2 separate regions of the Lactuca sativa genome follow, and region 2 is linked to region 1. A link is a contact called in public Hi-C data. All regions are on one chromosome and are shown on one strand. Each heading gives the region's core, a stretch centred on a gene start, on an enhancer-like site or on the middle of the called end of the contact. The rest is flanking DNA. Distances are from core to core; before and after follow the strand shown.

Region 1 (5,975 bases), core at 2,410-4,909:
TAATCTATACCCACAGTGACCTTCAGCCCTCTCAAAGGAGTCGAAACCAAATCGATAGAATATCTCTTACTGAACATAATCAGAACACAACCTTGTTGGATCTTGGCTCACTTCTTCTTCCTTCTTCCTACAAGATATTTCAAAAGCACCAAAATAAGCTTCAACGATGGAGGAAAGGGATTAGGGTTTCTTCAGATCTCAGGAGGGTGATAGAGGTTGAAGATGGACAAACCCTAGCCTCCTCGTTCCTTTAAATAGGGTGCAAACCCGGAAAATTAAGGTTTAGGCCACCAGGTGGCGGCCACACCGTGGCCCATAGACTACCACGATGTGGCAAATTAAATGAAGTCCACATCCAAAAATGTCTTGCCACATCATAGTGGTGCCTCCACCATGTCGTGGCAACTCCAAACATCCAAACTTAAAAAATAAAATGTGCCTTAGGATTCAAATGTTACAATATTTCAAATTATTATATTCATTAGAGGAATTTTGATGTGTAATTGAGGTCCTTAGTGTAAAGATTCATACACAAAATCTCCTTGAAAAATCTGCACAAAATGAGTGTACAACAAAAATGACGCGGGAGTGTCATCTTATGCTAAAGTGACAAGATCCATGTCAGGCATGATATAGGGAGTATCTAATTAAAATAGATCGTGTCAGGTGTTCTATTTAGTATTTATATTTTGCTTGTAACTCGATTTGGTTCATTCCTATGGAATCCAATGGCCTCCATAATTCATATTATGATTAATATGGAGAAATTTGATCTTAGGAAGTAATATGAGATCCTATATAATTATTCTAGTCTTTTGACATCCTATAATGTTTTACTAGGTGGTATTTGAGAAGCATAGAGCTTGGGAAGAATGTGTACGGCTTGTTAAGTATTGGATTAAGGTGAGTACCTACCAGAGTGTATGTCCCCTACTACTTGTTTGAAAAATATTTTGAAATTATTAATTTTAATTACATAAATTGTTTGTTATATGACCTTATGACATATGTGTGCATGGCATAAAAATATTTTTGGATATGTTTGAAAGATCTTTATGCTTAAGAAACATTATAGAATAATATTTCTGGATAATATACGATCCTAAAATGTCACACGAACAACAACTTAATGTTAATATATTATTTATAAGAATTTCAACCTTGATAAATATTTATATTTCTTGTATTTAATTGGAAAATGATTATTTTAGGGAAATAATATTTTGACAACTAAATGAGAATTATTATTTTTAGAAAATAATAATAAAAGAAAAAAACTAGTTATATTCATATGGTATGATATATAAGCCGTGTACAATTATATGGTCACTTTTAGTAATCATCTAGTTGGAAAATGTAACTACTAATTAGTAAAAGAATGTCACACACTCTTGGTTGGTGTTTTTTTACCTCCCAAAACTTATACTACATTGAAATGGATTGGAAATGGTTTAAAAAGGTTTTTAAATGATTTTTGGAATCTAACTTGGAAATTGGGTATCGTCATTCCCAATTTCATTACATAGTTAGATTTTGATATTACTTATAACCTATTATTTTGACATGTACCCGAGGATTAGAAATTGACTCGTAGCCTATGTTCGGATATTTTGAAGGTCGTGTACGTATGGTTTTGGTTAAACTCATATTATGATATTTTACTTTAAAACTCTTGTACTTTAAAACTCTAATATTTTGAACTTTTATATGTAATCAAGGCCAAAAGATTATGCATTGATCTTTAAAAACTTCTAAAAAGGATTTTTCATGAAATCACTAGTTCAAGTAAGTACTTAGGACTTGGAATCGTAATATAAGGAATGTAGATTAGGAAACTTTGATTTAATATAGCATTATGGAAAAATTAAGTGATCTTAGAAAATACATTGAATAGGGTTGAAGGGAGGATTGGAACAAGAGCAAAGGCAAGGACGAGAATAGTAGTTAGCACAACTAACTACCAAATGTGAGTACATATGGAATCTTTAAACTTGTATATATGTCACAAATTGTATTTTTTATGAATGTTTTTTCTAGTTATTGAATTACTTTTTGGATATAGTTTCCTTATGAAATGTGTTATGAAATGATATGTTATCTTTTACATTACATAATGAGTAATTGCATAACTCATGAAATAGCATTATATAAATATGGAGTAAATGCATTTGGAAAGTGTGCTTGTAGTAAGTTCATGCATACATATGAAATTGATTGCATTGGATTGGTAATATATCTAGACATACATCTCAATGAGGGGATAGTGACATTATAATGTCAAATGAATACAAACTACAGCTTATGGAAAATAGTGAATACAAGCTACGCCTTATGGAAAATAGTTAATACAAGTTATGGCTTATGGAAAATAGTGAATACAAGCTATGACTTATGGAAAATAAGTCTCTTAGGAGTGACATGTTCATCCTAATTGGTAAGGTGTCAGCGATTCTGAAAACGTGGACATGGACTCCCCAAACCCGTGTGTTTGGAAATCATGCATTACATTACATGACATTGTATTATGCATGAAAGTATATTTGTTAACTTATGCTTTATAAAAACGATTCTAATTGTACCGAAATAGAACTGAAAATGATTAAAGGCTTTTGGTGTCTAAAACTTATATATCTCATGAGACGAAAGTCTTATGCATAGATCTTTTGGACCACAAGACATACTTTCGAGGATTTAGAAATGGAAAGCATCCTCTAGGACTAAAATGATCTTTTAGACTAGAAAGCATATTTTTGTAGTGTCACATAATGAACTGGTTTGGATAAGATATTCTCACACGTTTAATTAGACGGTTGCATGACACTACTTAAAAAAAAGTGATAAGGTTAGGGTTAAGCTATGTCAACTTGTTTAATGTTTTAACATATCACGACCCGGTGCGTTTACAATGTCTAAACTATATTTTAAATCTAGCATGAAGTCGAAATAAAGTAAACGAATTTAGGTAAAAGAAATTACAACTTATTTAATTAAATGAGTCTAAATAAGATATTTCAACTTAGGAAAATGACTTATAAAGGTAATCAACTATTATTTTTGTTTCATATTCTATCACTTTGTTGTACATTATTTTTCTAATAAACTTAAACTCTTATTTTGTGTTCAAAACTATCCTTACAACCGGTTATTATAGGTTAGAACCTAATTGGCATCTACATGACATTTAAGAATAGCCGATACGTGGCTCTTTCAAAAAAGAATAACTGATACGTAATATAATGTATTTCTTAACTCTTTTCCAAATTTGTGCCCTAAAATTAGACAATCAACAATATCTTCTTCTACTCTTCCAAACGAAATAATGCAAACTCTAAATCCATACAATTGTGGCTTACCTTTTCAATTGAGGACATTCATTCTGGAACGAAGACAACCCTCGAACAAGTTAACTGTAATAAGCAATGATGTCCATTCTCTTTATATCATTAAACAATGTTTCTTGTCAAGGCAATAGTAAAAATCTTGCAACTCTCGTTGGTTAAATTTTCAAGAAAGGCTACAATTCCTATAAAACCCATAGCTCTGAAATCGACATCTCTTACAAGAATAGTTTTTTAACATAAAATGTAAATTTATTGGTAATAACATAAAAAAAATTAACCAAATACTAAAAAAAAATAAAATAAAATAAAATAAAAAGACCATTTGCTTTGACAGCTGTGGATCATTCATTGACTATCAGAGAAATGACGTGATCCCTTTCATATTACTCCGGACTCCACTTTTTGAGTTCTCGAAGCAGGCTGAACCACCGGCTGATACGACGGTGACGACGAAGGCGAAGTTAAGGTATGATATGCCAACTGTTTTTACTTTATAATATCCCCGCACATCGGTTAATTGCTTTAAATCCTAGTGTTTCAATCAGAACAATCGTTCATCATTGTTTCTTAGTTTGTAACTGAAGATTCGAACTTACCACTTTAGTTAGTCAATCAGGTGATCAGGTCCCGAAAGTTTGTGAATTAAATGATTTCTTTTTGAATCAAACATGATTTGTAGTTAACTAACTCCATGTCATCTAACGAATCTAAGTATACAAACTGTTAGGTTAGGTCTATTCCTAAATTGAAGGTAAAAGAAAAACCATCTGACAATAATATCGAGTTTTCTACTCATTAACTTTTAATTAATACGCAGGCATAAAATTAGGGTAGTATCCTTGGAGTAGAGTTGATTCGAGCAAGTTTCTACAATGGATTCAACATCTTCTGGCGAATCGGGTTATGATGTATTTGTGAGCTACAGAGACGAAGACATCCGCAAAACTTTCATGGATCATCTCTTTAGTGATTTCAAAAGAAAAGGAATATATACTTATGGGGACAATGATAAGTTAAGTAGAGGAGAAGAAACATGTTTTGAATCCTACAAAGCCATTGAACAATCAAGGTTTTTGATAGTAATCTTCTCGCACAACTATGCTTCATCAACATTATGTTTGAAAGAACTTGTGAAAATCCTTGAGTGTAAGGAGAGAGATAAGGACAAGTATGAAGTCAGGTGTATCTTTTATGATGTGAAGCCAGGAGTTGTTCGCAATCAAACTGGGAGCTACAAAGAAGCAATCATGAAGCATGAAGCTTCAAATGAAACAGAGGTTTTTAAATGGAAGCAAGCTTTGACCTCAGCTGCAAACTTATCAGGATGGGATCTCCATGATATGACCAATGGGTAATCCATAAAACCTAATTCCATCAACTTTTACATCATTAATTGCAAAACTTAGCAACTGTTTACTCTGTCAGATTCAGACTGTTTGATCCTGATTCCTCTAATATGTCTCTTGCTTGGTCAGATTCTGACTCAATTAGCTCTGACTCAATCAGCAACTATCAAACAGCCTCTTAATTAGATTTCAACCTTATGTTGTGCTACTTTTTATGGTTTTGTAGGAATGTGTCAAAGTTCATTGATATAATCTCAAAGGACATATTGTATAAACTAATTGATGGGCCCATACATGTTGGCAACAACCTAGTTGGATTGTACACGCGAGCAAATCAAATGAACTTGTTACAATTTGTGGGGTCAAATAAAGTCAACATGATAGGAATATGTGGCATTGCTGGAATAGGAAAAACAACCGTTGCAAAAGCTATTTATAATCTTTTATATAAACATTTTGAAGGACATAGTTTTTGTGAAGATGTGAAAGGCATAGTGAGTCAAAATGGGCTTGATTATCTTCAAACAAAACTTCTTGATGACATCATGAAAAGTTGGGATTCAAGAAAACAAAGTGTTGGTGAAGGGGTAAGCGTGATGAAGAAAAGAATGCAAGCTAGAAATGTCTTAATTGTCCTTGATGATGTGGATCATTATAGTCAATTCGAAGCTGTAGCGGGAAATCATGACTGGTTTAACCCTGGAAGCATGATTGTGGTAACAAGTAGAGATAAACGGTTGTTGATTGCGTATCAAGTTGAACATATTTACGAGATTGCCCTTTTGAATAATGATGAAGCTCTTGAGTTGTTTAGTTTGTATGCTTTTAAAGATAAACATCCGAAAGTTGAGTTTGTTGAACTTGTTAATAGGATTCTTCACAATGTTAATGGACTCCCTTTTGCTTTAAAGACTTATGGAAGTATTTTGTTCAACAAGAGTTTATATGAATGGGAAAAGGAGATAAATAAACTTGAAAGAACTCCTCATGTTCTTATACTTAATCTTCTTAGAGTAAGTTATGATGGGCTAGATAGGGATCAAAAAAACATTTTTCTTGATATCGCGTGTTTCTTCAAAGGAGAAAAGAAAGATTACGTGATGAAAATTCTTGATGGATGTGAATCATATTTAGCAACTAATCTTAAAGTTTTACTTGATAAGTCATTGATAAGTATATGTGAAGATAGGATACAAATGCAAAATTTAGTTCAGAAAATGGGGTGGAATATAGTGATTGAAGAATCTGTAGAACATGGGAAAAGGAGTAGGTTATGGTGTCCTATAGA
Region 2 (6,919 bases), core at 4,082-6,581, 230 kb before region 1:
TATTCCATCAAGCTCAATGTTATTGGCTTGGATGATGATTATAAATGGAATGCCTATGAAAATAAAGTTTGTGAATGGATTGATGTTCAAATTTCAATGCTTTGTCCTTTTTGTAACTCACACAAAGAGTCTTGATCAACTTCTTCTCAAGTTTGATGGAAGAAAGGACAAAGCACAAAGTCTACACCAATACCTTCAAATGTCAAGTTTGTGTGAGTTACAAAAAGGACAAAGACCGATTCAACATCAATCCCTCCAAATGTACCACCAACTTCTTCCAACAAAGAGACCACATCTATTTGATCACTTTGTAGTACTTGGTGGGACATCTCTATTCTGAGGCATAATTTGGTGGAAGAAACCGACTAATTTCAATACGAACCAACTCAAGTGTTTTGATGCATTGTTACCACGGTGTTCTATCTCTCGGGTGTTCTTTGGTTTTAAAACTTTTTATTTTGTTAATAGTTATATGGTGAAAACTAAGCTCGTTGAAACCAAAATTAGGAACCGTGTTGATCAAGGTCACATATTTATATGAACACAAATTCCATTGTTCTAACATTCATTTTCTCAAGAAACAAGAACTTTGTTTCCTTCACTCAAAGCATGCAAAGCTCTTGAAGAAGGAATCCAACAACATAAGCATATTATAAATTATTCTTCAAAGATTCACAACAAACAAGAACACGAATTGATACAACAACACAAGATCAAAATGGGAGAGCAAACGTTACATGGAGGCCTAATCTCGGTTACAAATAAACTAACAACACTGCAAAAAAGAATATTTACAACTACAAAGACTCTTTTGAGAATTTAGTGGAAGTAACCATAGAGTTCCAAGAAGCAAATGCAAAGTGTCCATGGGTTGATATCGTCCGTTGTGGGGCCCACTAGAGCAACCCTGAAGTATCTAAATGGGAGCAATGCATTGGGCCCTGTAACTGCCCATGAAGCAAACTGCCCAGGCTTGCTTATTGTTTGATCATTCTCATGTACTCTCAAATTTGTCCAATTTTTAGCATCCGATGAACCCTAAGTGTCATAAATATATTGTAACAATCGACTTTTCATATACAAAATTGACATTATAAACAAGATCTTTTCTGTTTTTATGAATGTACCTGAAAATTCCAGTATCTCACAAAAGCCTTTGATCCATCTTGTCTCAAAGTGTAATAGTTGCACATAAGCTGTTTCAAATCAGAAAATAAAATAAGGTTTCCAATATACAAAATACACATACACATTATAATAATATTATAATATCATGTGCACTTTCATTTGAGATAAGTATTAAAGTAAACCTGGTGATCGAGGCCTAGGTCAATCATCCACCATGAACAGTTTTTTCCATCCTCAATGCGGGGCCCAGCAAAAGAAGTTCCCTGTTCCAAGATTACCCTTAGTTTCCATCATATAATTTTGGTTATACCCAGGGGTAAATTAGTCGAATGATCAAAAGATTATACTGATTGTGATACCTGGTAGGTTCGTGAAGCCAAGACCTTAGGATCTGTGTATCTTGAAATAGGATTACTAGCTGTAATGCTGATTTTCTGAGTACAAAAAAAAAAAAAAGAATTATTCAAAGATAATTTAAAATCAATTTTTTTTTCCTTTTTCATATTTAAAAAAATGATCAAAAGATGTAAAATTTTACCTTAGCTAGAACAGGATTAACCCATTGGTGTTTCCCATATGATGTCCCCACATAATATACAACCCCATTGCTATCTCCATCACGTATGTATTGGAGCTCCTTAAAACTCGATTGCCTATGTTGAAACCTTAACAATCGAAAAAATTTAAATTAAAATTACTCAACTTTTGGAAATAAAGATAAAGTTAAATATTAAAATATTCATGTACACATACTTTGGATTATTCCCTGAAGTAGGCAATCCCACTTCCAGAAACCCAATTGCCTCTTTCACCAAATCATGAAAACTCGGGATTTTCATGCTTAGATTGCTACATTCCATCTGAAACAACATTACAAAATCAAAACCCAAAAACATTTCAAAAGACAAAAAAAATCAAGATTTACCTTTTTGAGTAAGAACAAAGGGAACAATGAAAAGCGCACAAGAGGTAACAAGATGTTTAAAGACTGAAGCCTTTTCCCAAAAAGATCTTGTGGAGTCTTAGTAGAAAGCATGTTGTCAACAACTTCCCAATTACATAATTCACTCGGTTGTAGGCCCCACATCAAGATCCCATTAAGAACTCTCTCTTCAGAAGTCACAGTCAAATCCGGATGCTGCAAAACCATGTTTTGTATAAAGACATGTTCATTTCTCAAAATATAGAGAAGCAGCCCACAGTCTTAAAAGTATACCAATAAGATGAACTTGTTTTATACACAAATGAAAACGGAATATAAATTTATATAATAAGTTAAAAAGATTTAGGATTTAAAACCCACCTGTAAAATGTTATAGAAAGTTGATTGATCTAGCAAGATGAAGTCGTTACAAGCCGTTGTACAATAATCAAAATGCATTGTGAATATCCTTTCACATGTTTCTTCTATAAGTTTACATGAAGGGATTGAGGGAATAACTTGAAGAATTAGGCATACAGAACCCTGCAATAAAGTATTATGATTAGATATATAAATAAAAACTCGATTACTTGGCCAAAATTTGTCTTCTTCCTTGTGCATAATACAAAAATTGTTGTTGTAAGACCTTCGTCCACTAGTTGAAAATGAAATTCCATCCCTGCATATAATATATAGACAAGACTAATTAATATTTTATAATTCATTATTTTAAAAATCCATCTCTTTGTTCTCACTACTCCGAATCTCCACTTCCTTGTACTTTTAGAGTAACACTTCAAAACAACGGTGATCAAACAATATATTAACAAAGCAAATATCTCATTAAAAAAAATAAAAATACATTTGTATATATATCATGAAATGAAAAGGGTTCTATCCAAACTACCTCTGAAAGCTGCTCTAAAAGCGTTTTGCAGCAGTCTTGATGAAGGAGCGAAACCCCAAATTGATCTGCTAATAGAAGAAGCTCAAGTAGCAAGATATTGGTATCGACTGTGTTTTCTAAGTTCAATCCTCCATTGTAGAAGTAGTCGATCATGATCTTGAATGCTTTTGGTGATGAGACTTCTTTTAAGCAAATTTCGGAAGATACACTCTCACTCATTCCATTTGTGAACATCTGCTAGTTTAATTATTTTATTAGATACTAGCAATATAAAGCAGAAAGCAGATGAAAAGATTCGCTCACCTTCATAAACGGGAGACTCCACAAACCAAGAACGACTTTATGAGATCGAGCAATAAGACCATGGCCTTCAATGCTAACATCGACATCACTAAACTCGCCTGTTGTGTGAAATTGTTCAAGTCTTTGAACATTCACAGGAAGTCCCAAAGGAAAAGACGCAACACCAGAATGAGGCTGAGAGCTAGGGTATGATAACTCTATGTTCTTTCCTGAATCAAACAGCTTTTTATTCAATTTGAATCTTTCAATCACTTCTTCACATTGTTTCACCAATGAAGTTGCTCCAAATCGTACACTTAGATCCCTCAGAGAGCTCAGTAGCGACTCGGGAATCTATAAAACACACAAGAATTGTTAACGTTTTTTTATAAATTTAAGAGAAAGTAAGTGACTTTCTGTTATAAATGCGTTAAATTTACCTGGGTAAAGCCTGTGTAGATAAACCGAAGAAACGCGTGAAGAACTGGATAAGTAACATCTTTGATTGAGATAAAATCTTGATTTAACAAACTTAAATCAAGATTGTCGACTGCTGCAAGGATCACTTTATGAGCAGGAACAAGTGTTTCCTCGTTACCAACGATGAAATACACATCGGATAACTCCCAATTTTCGAGAAAACTTCCAAGCCCCTGATGATTATCGAAGTTACCGAATTCGTCCCTCAAATCTTCTTCCATATCGTCTTCCCCCTTGTATTCTTCATAATCGACATGCTTCCAAAGTGAAATATGGTTTTGTGTTAATGGAAGCACATTAACATTTCTGTAACCAACGTGTTTATCCCAACTACTAAGTCCGACATACTGAACACTGCAATTGGGTTTTGTGTCAAGCCATTGAAACACGAGATTCTGAAAAGGGTACCTTCCTTTTCCAATGCTAATCAACCCATCACAGATACTTATCCAATAACTTTGAAATGCTGAAGAACAACATAAACCTAAACCTGCTTCATCGACTGTGGTGATTCCATCTACTTCAATCTTTAGCCTTCGGTTTCTATGACTACCTATGATTACTGTATAATGAGGACTGTTGTCTCTTTTGTAATGGTAGTGTTGACTACCTAATTGTTCTCGGAAAACTACAGTGACGTCATTGTGAGCAAATGCTTCAAATGCGACACACCCTCTTCCAGCTTCTTTAAATCTCAAATCATCACGCCAGGCGCATTCGAAGGGTGCAACTGTTAGAAACTTCTTCTGTTTCTTCTCCATTTTTTTGTGACGAATCTTTGAATTACTTGATGATTATGCTACGATACCTATTGAATAAACTAGAAGAAATGTAAGTGGTGATCAAGATTGAAGAACAAGTGACAGAAAGAATTAAAATATGGGGGTTACCTATCCACTCAAATAAACAATGCGTTTTAAAACATATAAGAATCGAGAAAAGGACAACAGACTTTACAAGAATCAAGGTTTGGTATGAATCATGATGGCATCAGATGCTCACTTATCCTCAGGAATAAATAATTGGGTTTGAACTTTGAAATATCTTTGATTCTTTTAAGGGAAAACTACAGGATATGATCAAGGAAAGCACTAGAAGCCAATTTTATCTGACTAAGAACGAAGTCATACTCCATTCAGCATGATGCATAAAGGAATCAACTTGTTCCACTTTTACATCATACACCACAATTTCGGCAACTTTCACCATCAATCACAATAAATATCTGAATCATTAGTAGCCTCAAGTTGAGCTCAAAAGATCTCGAGAAACGACAACCGATGATGGTGAGAACAACATACGAATAATAAAACCGAATAAACAAGATCCAGAGAAGAAACCCACATCGAGAATGTTGAAATAAGATCAGATTAATGAATAATAAAACAGAAGTTACCTGATTCGGTACTCTTTCATCGGAATATGATAAACCCAGAAGGATAATACCTAACGAATCTTCCCCAATTGAAGCGAGCACCGGAAAATCAAGAAAGATGTTTGATCGGAAATCTTTTTCTGATTAGATTTGGGTGAAGACGTGGCAATCACGGCGGAGATACGTTTAGAGCTGGCAATAATTGATTGACGTGTGACTTTTTTCTAATAAGATCTGTCTCTTCTTAACTCAGTCGCTCTCCTCTCCCCACCAATAAAGTCGGCACCCATAAAGTCTCTCCATCAAACAAAAAGATTGGAAAAATCAAATGTAGAAAATCATATTTTTTGCTCTATTAGGTAAAGATGACTTTTTTTGTCCTTTAACTTCTGTTATTTTCAGTTTTATCACGGAACATAAGATTTTTTATGCATTAATTTTTGTTAAAATTTTCCATCATACAAATACAAAGTATACAACTATTTCCGGTTTCGGTAAAATATATTTTGGAATTTTAAAAGCTTTCCTCTCGTACTTTTGTCTTTGAGTATCTCAAATATAGCTTTGTATAAAAAAATTTAGACAAAATTGTAAAAATGGTCCTGTGGTTGGCAAAATTCTGTAATTTTGGTCCAAAATGAAATGTTGGTGCACCACTATCCTAATTTTAAATATCTTGTGTGGTTTTGGTCCCTTTAGTTAACATTTTAGTGTGTTTTTAGTCCAGACCCAACCTGAAATGACGAATATGCCATTCTGATACATTTTTTATATTTTTTGTATTTAATTTAATGTATTATTATTATTAAACATTCTCTCTCTCTCTCTCTCTCTCTCTCATATTAACCCACTATGAAACAGTTCTTGGATTTGGAAACCTAAGATCGTGATCCCAATTTCCGGCCATCTACACTCCTATCAAACCATTACCCAACACCACCCTCTCCTAAATATGGTCCACCGAGATCGACGTTAGCCAAAAATGAAGTGTAATTGAAGTAACTGAACTGATCGGTGCCGGGGACATGACCAGAGAGGTTGTTGTAGGAGAAATCGACAGATGTTAAGTTTTGCATTGACGCTACGAATGTTGGAATGCTTCTGATGAGATGATTAGGAGAGACGTTAAGTAATTTAGAATGTGCATGCCTATGATTTCTATTGGGATTTCGCCAGAAAGCTAGTTACGGCTAAGACTGACATATGTTAAAAGTTTACATTGGCTGATTTCAGGAGCGATTTCATCGGATAAACTGTTGTGGCTAAAATCGATCTTGGATAGTTGCTGTAGTTTGCCTATTTCGTCGGGAATGTTCTCGGTAAACTTGTTACCATCAAGTAAAAGCTTCTACACACCAGAAAATTGACCGAGATTCGTTGAAACATAATCTGTCACCGGGAATTCACCAGATAGAAGATTGTTCTGAAGTTCAACCTGTGAGAGATGAGGCAAACTGAAAAGCCCTTTTGGAATCGACCCATTGAGGAAATTTTCTCCCATTCGAATTTGATTCGGTGATTGGCATTCACCAAGAGACTCCGAAATTGGATGATAAAATTAGGGTTTCTGATGAGGTGTTTGTGCGAAATGAAGTTAATGATGATGAAATTGAAGAATAATGGGATCTGAAGACGATGAAGGAGTTCATTGATATAGAATTGGTCCTTTTTCTTTCTTTAAGTATTTGTATCTTATAACAACAATCGGAGGTTTAAAGTATGTTGATGTTGTTATTGATAAAAAAAAAGTTTTGTTTTTCTTGGTGAGCAATGTGGAATTGGGTTCTAATGGTGACGGGACGATGAAGGTGAACGTCAAAGGTGA

What was found. A called contact is a pair of places that touch in the nucleus more often than the background predicts.
Region 2: a contact with region 1 is called in a Hi-C map of bud, with 6 times the contacts expected there. The contact joins the promoter of LOC111921231 here to the promoter of LOC111921234 in region 1. A contact is called at or near these places in 4 of 4 Hi-C or Micro-C datasets (bud, leaf and seed).

Annotation. Positions count from the first base shown.
Region 1 is chr9:51,907,279-51,913,253 of Lsat_Salinas_v11, reverse strand. It overlaps LOC111921234 (disease resistance protein RPV1), which reads left to right and starts at 3,659. Exons shown (of 3, transcript XM_023916808.3): 1 at 3,659-3,807; 2 at 4,159-4,692; 3 at 4,914-5,975. The coding sequence starts at 4,214.
Region 2 is chr9:52,134,107-52,141,025 of Lsat_Salinas_v11, reverse strand. LOC111921231 (BTB/POZ domain-containing protein At2g30600) reads right to left here and starts at 5,331. Exons shown (of 12, transcript XM_023916804.3): 1 at 5,116-5,331; 2 at 3,680-4,527; 3 at 3,261-3,593; 4 at 2,958-3,191; 5 at 2,432-2,593; 6 at 2,054-2,266; 7 at 1,882-1,988; 8 at 1,667-1,793; 9 at 1,488-1,562; 10 at 1,311-1,391; 11 at 1,128-1,196; 12 at 630-1,038. The coding sequence starts at 4,480. The coding sequence ends at 820.